2 separate regions of the Gossypium hirsutum genome follow, and region 2 is linked to region 1. A link is a contact called in public Hi-C data. All regions are on one chromosome and are shown on one strand. The core of a region is the stretch at or near the end of the contact, and the rest is flanking DNA. Distances in the headings are between cores, read along the strand shown.

What was found. Hi-C and Micro-C count contacts between places; a contact is called where the count stands out from the background.
Region 2: a Hi-C map of leaf shows a contact between it and region 1, with 2.0 times the contacts expected there. The contact joins the promoter of LOC107892269 here to the promoter of LOC107892276 in region 1. A contact is called at or near these places in 12 of 34 Hi-C or Micro-C datasets (anther, callus, hypocotyl and 2 more).

Annotation. Positions count from the first base shown.
Region 1 is chrD09:8,640,467-8,644,072 of Gossypium_hirsutum_v2.1, forward strand. LOC107892276 (DEAD-box ATP-dependent RNA helicase 14) reads left to right here and starts at 2,232. Exons shown (of 10, transcript XM_016817309.2): 1 at 2,232-2,396; 2 at 3,063-3,177; 3 at 3,250-3,404. The coding sequence starts at 3,087.
Region 2 is chrD09:8,800,844-8,804,286 of Gossypium_hirsutum_v2.1, forward strand. It overlaps LOC107892269 (isocitrate dehydrogenase [NADP], chloroplastic/mitochondrial), which reads right to left and starts at 1,907. Exons shown (of 15, transcript XM_041101671.1): 1 at 1,592-1,907; 2 at 1,401-1,444; 3 at 1,197-1,306; 4 at 621-658. The coding sequence starts at 1,799.

The DNA of each region.
Region 1 (3,606 bases), core at 982-3,481:
TGCTACGTATACCTTATGTTGACATACAAATACCAGTTTTAAACAGTAAAAATAGATGAAATTTTTAACAGAAGGATAAATTTGCTCTTTGATTTAATATACATGGACTAATTTGCCCATTTATTTGAGTAATGGGGCAAAATGCAATCTTACTTCTAGTATAAGATTCTCCATGATATTTTTACCAACTTGATTCAAATTTCACAAATTACTAACAATATTATCGAATTAGCGCCATTTTATGTTGATATATTACATACACCAATAATTATATTAATCCGATATGAAAATAAATGCATATATTTGTTGATACACAATATCAACAAAAGTGGAGAATAAAGAGAAGGGGGCGGTGTCGGAGGAGGTTGGTTCACCCATTCTAGGGCAGAGAACTAAAAAGGTAGAGGGACTCATGCAGAAGTGGTAGTGTATTAGAGTTGAGAGTGGAGAGAAGTCCCTTTACTAAATGGTATCTTAGGATATTTATAAGTAAATGATGGTTCCTACTAATTATGTTACTTAATGGACTTTGGGTGGCTCAATAGAGGGTCCAACCGAGTCCAAATTGAAGTAGAGATGTATCAGTATTTATTCTTTACATGTATTAAATTAAATTAAAATTAAAATTTCATATTGACAAAACACATTAAACTAAAACAAATTTATTATTTAAATTTAATATTTACCCCCATAAATTATTAACGTGTTCCATTGATGGTAATACATTATTTTATCATCATATGGTAATTCACATTAATAGATGAATCTTTTTCAACAATTTTTTTATTTAAAAAAAAGAAAATTTTCTTCTTAAATAAAAAAGTTCTCAGCTATTTTTTAAAGGGTTAAATATTAAAATTATAAATAAACTTTGATCTACTGTGTAATGTCGTGTATGAATTTTAATTTTGTATGATTTTATACATGAAATTTTTCTTTGGTTTAGTTTCATAAATCACTAACAACATTATCGAGTTAGCACAATTTTATGTTAATATATTGCATACACAAACAATTATAGTAATCCGATATAAAAATAAATGTTGTATTCATTTATTTAAATATGCATAATTAAATTAAAATTAAAATTTCATCCATACAAATAAACCACAATTCAAATTTGGTGTATTCCTTTTTGAAATCCATTACTTTTTTCTCATGCTCTTTTAATTGGGTTATGTATCAATAAAGGCCCATTTATGAAATTATTTACGAAAATAGGCCATTTCTAAAAATAATTACGGGTATGGACCGAAAACTCAAAAACGTGTTGACGTGAACTCGTTTTCAAGGGATAATCTAGAAAAAACATTTCCATGTCAACGCTTTTTTCCTTGTGTTAAGCAAAAGCGTGTTGACGTGGATGAGCTTTTGCCCATGCTCTAATGGCTATCGAAATAGCCATCGGACTAAATTTTTAAAAAATGTCATTTTTTAAAACATTTTCAAAATAGACCAATTTTTTTTGAAAATTTATGAGAATAAGACTTTATAAAGACCCAAAGTGGCAACACCAATTTTTTTTTATTTTTTGGTGCCACCAATTAATGTGAAAATAAAACTTACAAAAAAGATCTTTATATAGACCAAGGGAAACCAATCTTTATATAAATCTTTACACTGCTTAAGAAAACAAGAGAAATGAGACTTTAGTCTTTATAAAGATTTGTTTTGTAAGTTTTATTTCCACATTAATTTTTGGCACAAAAAAAAAATAGTGCTGCCACTTTGGGTCTTTATAAAAGTTTATTTTTGTAAATTTTTTAAAAAATAGTCTATTTTTGTAATATTTTTAAAAATGACATTTAAAAAAAAAATTAGTTCGATGGCTATTTTGATAGTTGTTGGAGCACGGTAAAAGCGCATCCATGTCAGTGCATTTTTATCTGACACAAAGAAAAAAATTGACGTGAAAATATTTTTCTGGATTATCCATTGAAAACGCGTCTACGTCAGTGTATTTTTAAATTTTCAGTCTACATTCATAATTATATTTAGAAACGGCCCATTTGTGTAAATAATTTCGAAAATGGGCCTTGTACATAACCCCTTTTAATTTCTCCAGATTTAATTTTAAAAAGAGGATAATAAGAAGAACAGCTGTCCAAAAGCGCGTACTTTCGGGATATTTTGGTTCATTTTAATTTAATAATGAAATCCAAATAAAAATAAAAATAAAAATAAAAATAAAAAATAGAATTAAAAAGCCTATAAATTTTCTCCTTCTATCAACAGCCTATTTTGAATCTCTCTACCTTTGTTTACGGAAACGCAGCGAAGAGAGAGAACACAGAGCCAAGAAAAACCCTAAAAATAGCAGAAAAGTTATTGCCTTTTAAATTTCGATATTCAAAAAATCGACTGTCCCTTCAGCTTCCTCGAGACGATAGCGTCAGGTACTTAGGTTTCCGTAAATTCTATTTGAGTTTTTCATATCTGAAATTTGTTTTTATATTTTTAGATGCCAATCTCAATCCCCTCTAATATTTGATAAAAGAGGTGAGAGTTTAGGGTTCCAACTTCTAATTACCCCTTTTCAGATTTCCTTTTCATAAATTGCATTTGGCTTAAACTGGGATCACGGTTTTAATTTTTATTAATATAGTATGTGATGAGGAAAAGTGGGGGTTTTCCGTATTGATTTTGAATCTGGCATCTGATTGAATGTGAAGCATGTAGGTGTTGGGAGTTATTTCTTCTTATTCGTTATTATTGTTGGAGTTGTTAGGTCAGCTTTAGTCAGAGTCTGCATATGCACGATTAAGCATGTAGTTGTTGGATTTGATTGAATGTGAAACTTTTGATTGCTGGAGTTATTATTGTTCTAGTTATATTGCCATCCGTGAGTTCCGAGGTTAGCTTAAACCTGGGAATGCATGGTTAAAGTACAAGTGCAAGAGGTAAAAGGAAAAGTAATGATTTATTATAAATGAAAAATTGATTAAAATGGAAATTCAGCTCATGATTTTGGTTATCCAAGCAATTTACATTTTGAGTTTGTAGTTATGATTTCTTTTATTAGTTTCTCATTTGCTCCTTTTTGGAGTTTTTGGTGCTTGTAGATTTTTATTGTTGCTTTTCTTGCAATGGCTGCTACTGCAACTGCTTCTTCTGCGGACCCAACATTTGCTCCGCCAGATCCCACTCTTCCCAAACCATGGAAAGGCCTAGTTGATGGTAAAACTGGTTATCTCTACTTTTGGAATCCAATGACCAATGTAACCCAATATGAGAGGCCCACAATTGTAGATTCTGTCCCGAAGTCTTCCCCAATGCGTTCTTCAATTCAGATTCAGCAATATTCTGAAGTGCGTTATGGGTATAATCCTGACAAGGAAAATGATCGTTATGAAATAGGCAACAATGGTGCATCAAAACCTGAGCCAGTATCAAGGTTTAACCAGGTATTTTTTCTACTTCTTTACTCTAAATCTTGCTCTTGATTCATTTGGTTTCTTGTTGGTCTTAGTTGAAATTGAAAATTAGTACATTTGCCTTAACTTGAGTAATGAAGTATGTCCCTTTTCTTTCTAGTGTCTAAAATTTTCAATTTGTCGCATTTGATTTTGAATTGGTTCTTGTTAAACCGTCAAAATTCTTGAAGCT
Region 2 (3,443 bases), core at 657-3,156, 160 kb after region 1:
TTTTTTTTATTTAATGAAAAAACAATGCAAATCCTTGGATATTTGTAGACCTGTCACCGGCCTGGCCCGAATTAGATTTAAATGATAAATTTATAATTAAACTAAATTATAAAAAATTTTAGGTTTAAGTCACAATTTGGCCCCTGAACTATACTTGTTTTACTACTTTGGTAGTTCAAACTTTTTAGTCCCACTTTAACTATCATTTTCGTCTCATTGTAACTCCAAAAATTACTTGAGTTCAATAAAAATATGCCATGTGTCATGTTCTTATTGGTAAATTTTATCTTTTTAGTTGAACTGAGACAAAAATGATAGTTGACCAAAGTGGGACAAAAAAAAATTGAAGTACCAAAGTAGTAAAATTAGTTTAGGGGCTTCTTTCAGAAAAAAAGAGTTTTAAGAGCCAAAATGTGACATAAACCTATATTAATATATAAACAATGAAACGGGCTGCTGGGCTGGGCCAAATTTCGGTCTGGGCTTAGAAAATTTTTGGGACCAGGCTAGAGCCCATTCCAATCGACCCCTGGACAGGTCTAGATATTTACTATAAATGATAAGGAAATACATGAATTGACAAGAGTAGTAAAGATTAAAGAATCACGAGAATGACTAACCAGGAGTTATTGTTGCACATTTGATAGCAACATTATACCTAAAAGAAATAAGGAAATTCTTTACAACTGCAGACTTTAAGTGCAAATAAAGATACCATAAAATTCTTCAAATTTTCAAGCATTCGCTTTACAATTGCAAAACTTTTTGCTTGAATGATGGAAAATCTTAAATCTTCCAAACTAAAAGGGGAAAAAAAACACACCGTTTTCCAATCGGATGCTAGAACTCTGTACAAATCTCTCTTAACAAACCTCAACCTAGGCAAAGCTTTTTTTATCATCCAGCCTTAGTCCAATTACTCAGCAAACAGAAAAATCACAATCGTTAATATTATAACACTACTCATCTTCGTCATGATACTACAACTTATTTTATCTATTTACAAATGGATGAATGATAATGTCTCGTTCGTAGCCCTATTATGTTAATAATGCAATTCTAGACACCCAAGCTTCTTTCATATCTTATCAGATCAGGTATATTATCAACAGAATCCATTAGTTACTTTTCAAAATTAATAATAATATAACAGAACAATGATCATGTCCAAAGAGCCTTCAGTAAATACTACATACTTCAGGGCTGCTTCAGCAGCTTCGACAGTAACTTTGTCATCAGTCGCATCCCGACTCAGTATCCCTAAATCGAAGTATTTTATGTCCAAATCAAGATAAGGGAATATAAGCTGCAATTAAATACAAAAACACTCGGCATTCAGCATTAATTACAAATAAATAATTAGCGAAATGTAAAAAAAATCATGAAATATGCTTCCATACTTTATCTTTTATCATATTCCAGATAATTCTCGTCATTTCATCACCTAAGAATTACAAACAAAAAGAAGTAACAGTGATCACATTTTTTTAAAAAATAAGAAAAAGCAGAAAAAAAAACAATTAAAAACAAACATAAAAACTAATTTCAACACGATTCTCATCCTTTATCGCCGTTTGGTCAATTGTCTCACCATCCATCTCGACGACTGGATTTCGAACTTGAACTCGATCGAATCCGCTGGAAGAAGCGTAACACCGAAGGGAAACGGCACGAGGGAATTGAGCGGTGAAAACGACTCGGTTGTTGAGAGCTCCATTTCTCAGAGATATAAGAAAATTAGGGTTTTTGTTTCTTAGAGTGAGAATCGTCGAAGAAGAAGAAAACGAAGAAGAGAGCATTTGTAAAGGCGGGTGAAGACGAGGAGATAGCGCGGAGTCGAAGAGCGAGAGTTTTCCAAAATTTCCCTTTTTTGACGCTCGCGTTTTAAGGACACTGCTTTGCCGTTTTGGATGGTTTATGTTACGGCTTGTTTGACAATGAAAAATGTCAAGGACTTGCTTTTGGGTATTGTGATCCAACGGCTATGGATAGCTAATCAACTATTGGATTAATTAAAAAACTTTTTAATAATAAAATTCTTTTTTTCTTTATTTTCAAATGTACTAGTTTTATGAATTAATTAGCAAAAAATACACAAAGTCAGCACTTTGGGGTAAGCCTGTCCATGGCCGGGCCACCTGAAAAGTGGGAGAATTTAAGTAAAAATATAAGCTTTAAAAATGGAGTTGGACAAAAAAATAAGGCCTGTTTAAAAAAAGGGTTGATCTCAGTTAAGGCTTTTTTTGCCTGACCCCGGCTTGACCTGACTCGAATACAGTTTTTTTTCTTATTTTCTTGTTGTTTTTTCACTATTTTGTTACCATTTCATAATTATGTTTCTATTATTTTATTGTTATTATTTGGATATTTATAACTCTTGTTTTATTGTTAATTTTGTTACTATTTTAGAGTTATTTGTTTGTTAAATTGCAGCTATCTTGGTGTTATTTAAGTATACATATTTTTTTAATTTATTGTCAAATTGTTGGGAAACATTTATTTTAATATTTTTCATATTTTTGATGTATTATATTTTTTAAATATATATATGAAATATAAAAGAAAATAATACAGTCAGGCCAGACCCGAGTTTTAGCATTTTTATCTAGACCGAGCATGGATAAAATTTTTAGCCTATTTTTTGAACTAAACGGAGCCCGAACCTAGCAAATAAGCCTAAAATTTTTGTAGGACCCAGCCTTACTCGGCCATGGACATCTCTACTTGGGGGGTAACTTCACTATTTTAAAACATAAAAGTTGTTTACAAGTAGCACAACAGAAAGGAACCTATGACAACATGCATGAAAGAAGCAATAAAATGCAATCTTTTGTTTGCATGCAGCAGAGCAAAGAAATAATGGAACCCGTGATAATACAAGCATACATGAATGCAGTAGAAAGTTGCAATAGAAAAAGTATACTAGCACGCAACAGGTAAATAATTGAGGTAGGTAAGTATGGGTATATTATTATTTTTTAATAATAGTTTTAAATATTATGTAATTTAGTCCTTTTAGTTTGTATATAAATGCACAATCACTCTTCTCTCATTTTCTGTCAAAAAAAATTATTCTCTCATTTTCTCCCAACTTTATTTTCTTCTTTCATTTTCTCTCCAACATAACATATTTGTAACATATTCTCTACAAATCCATCACTAACAATGTTACACCCGCATCTATATGGGGCCACGTGGCAAGCCAAAAGGAGACTCGAACAACAAAACAGTTGGTGGCAAATCGAGAAGTCACCCACAAGTCCTACCTTCCAAGACAACTATCCAACAAGTGCAAGCCATCCGATACTCGGGTCTTCAGGCTTTCATTGGGAACATGGTGTTGTTAGTCACCAAACACCAAGTGGGCTCAACCGCTCTATACCATCAAGTCAGAATGAATGAAAGGATAACATCCTCCTCACCTCCATTCTTTATAACCTACA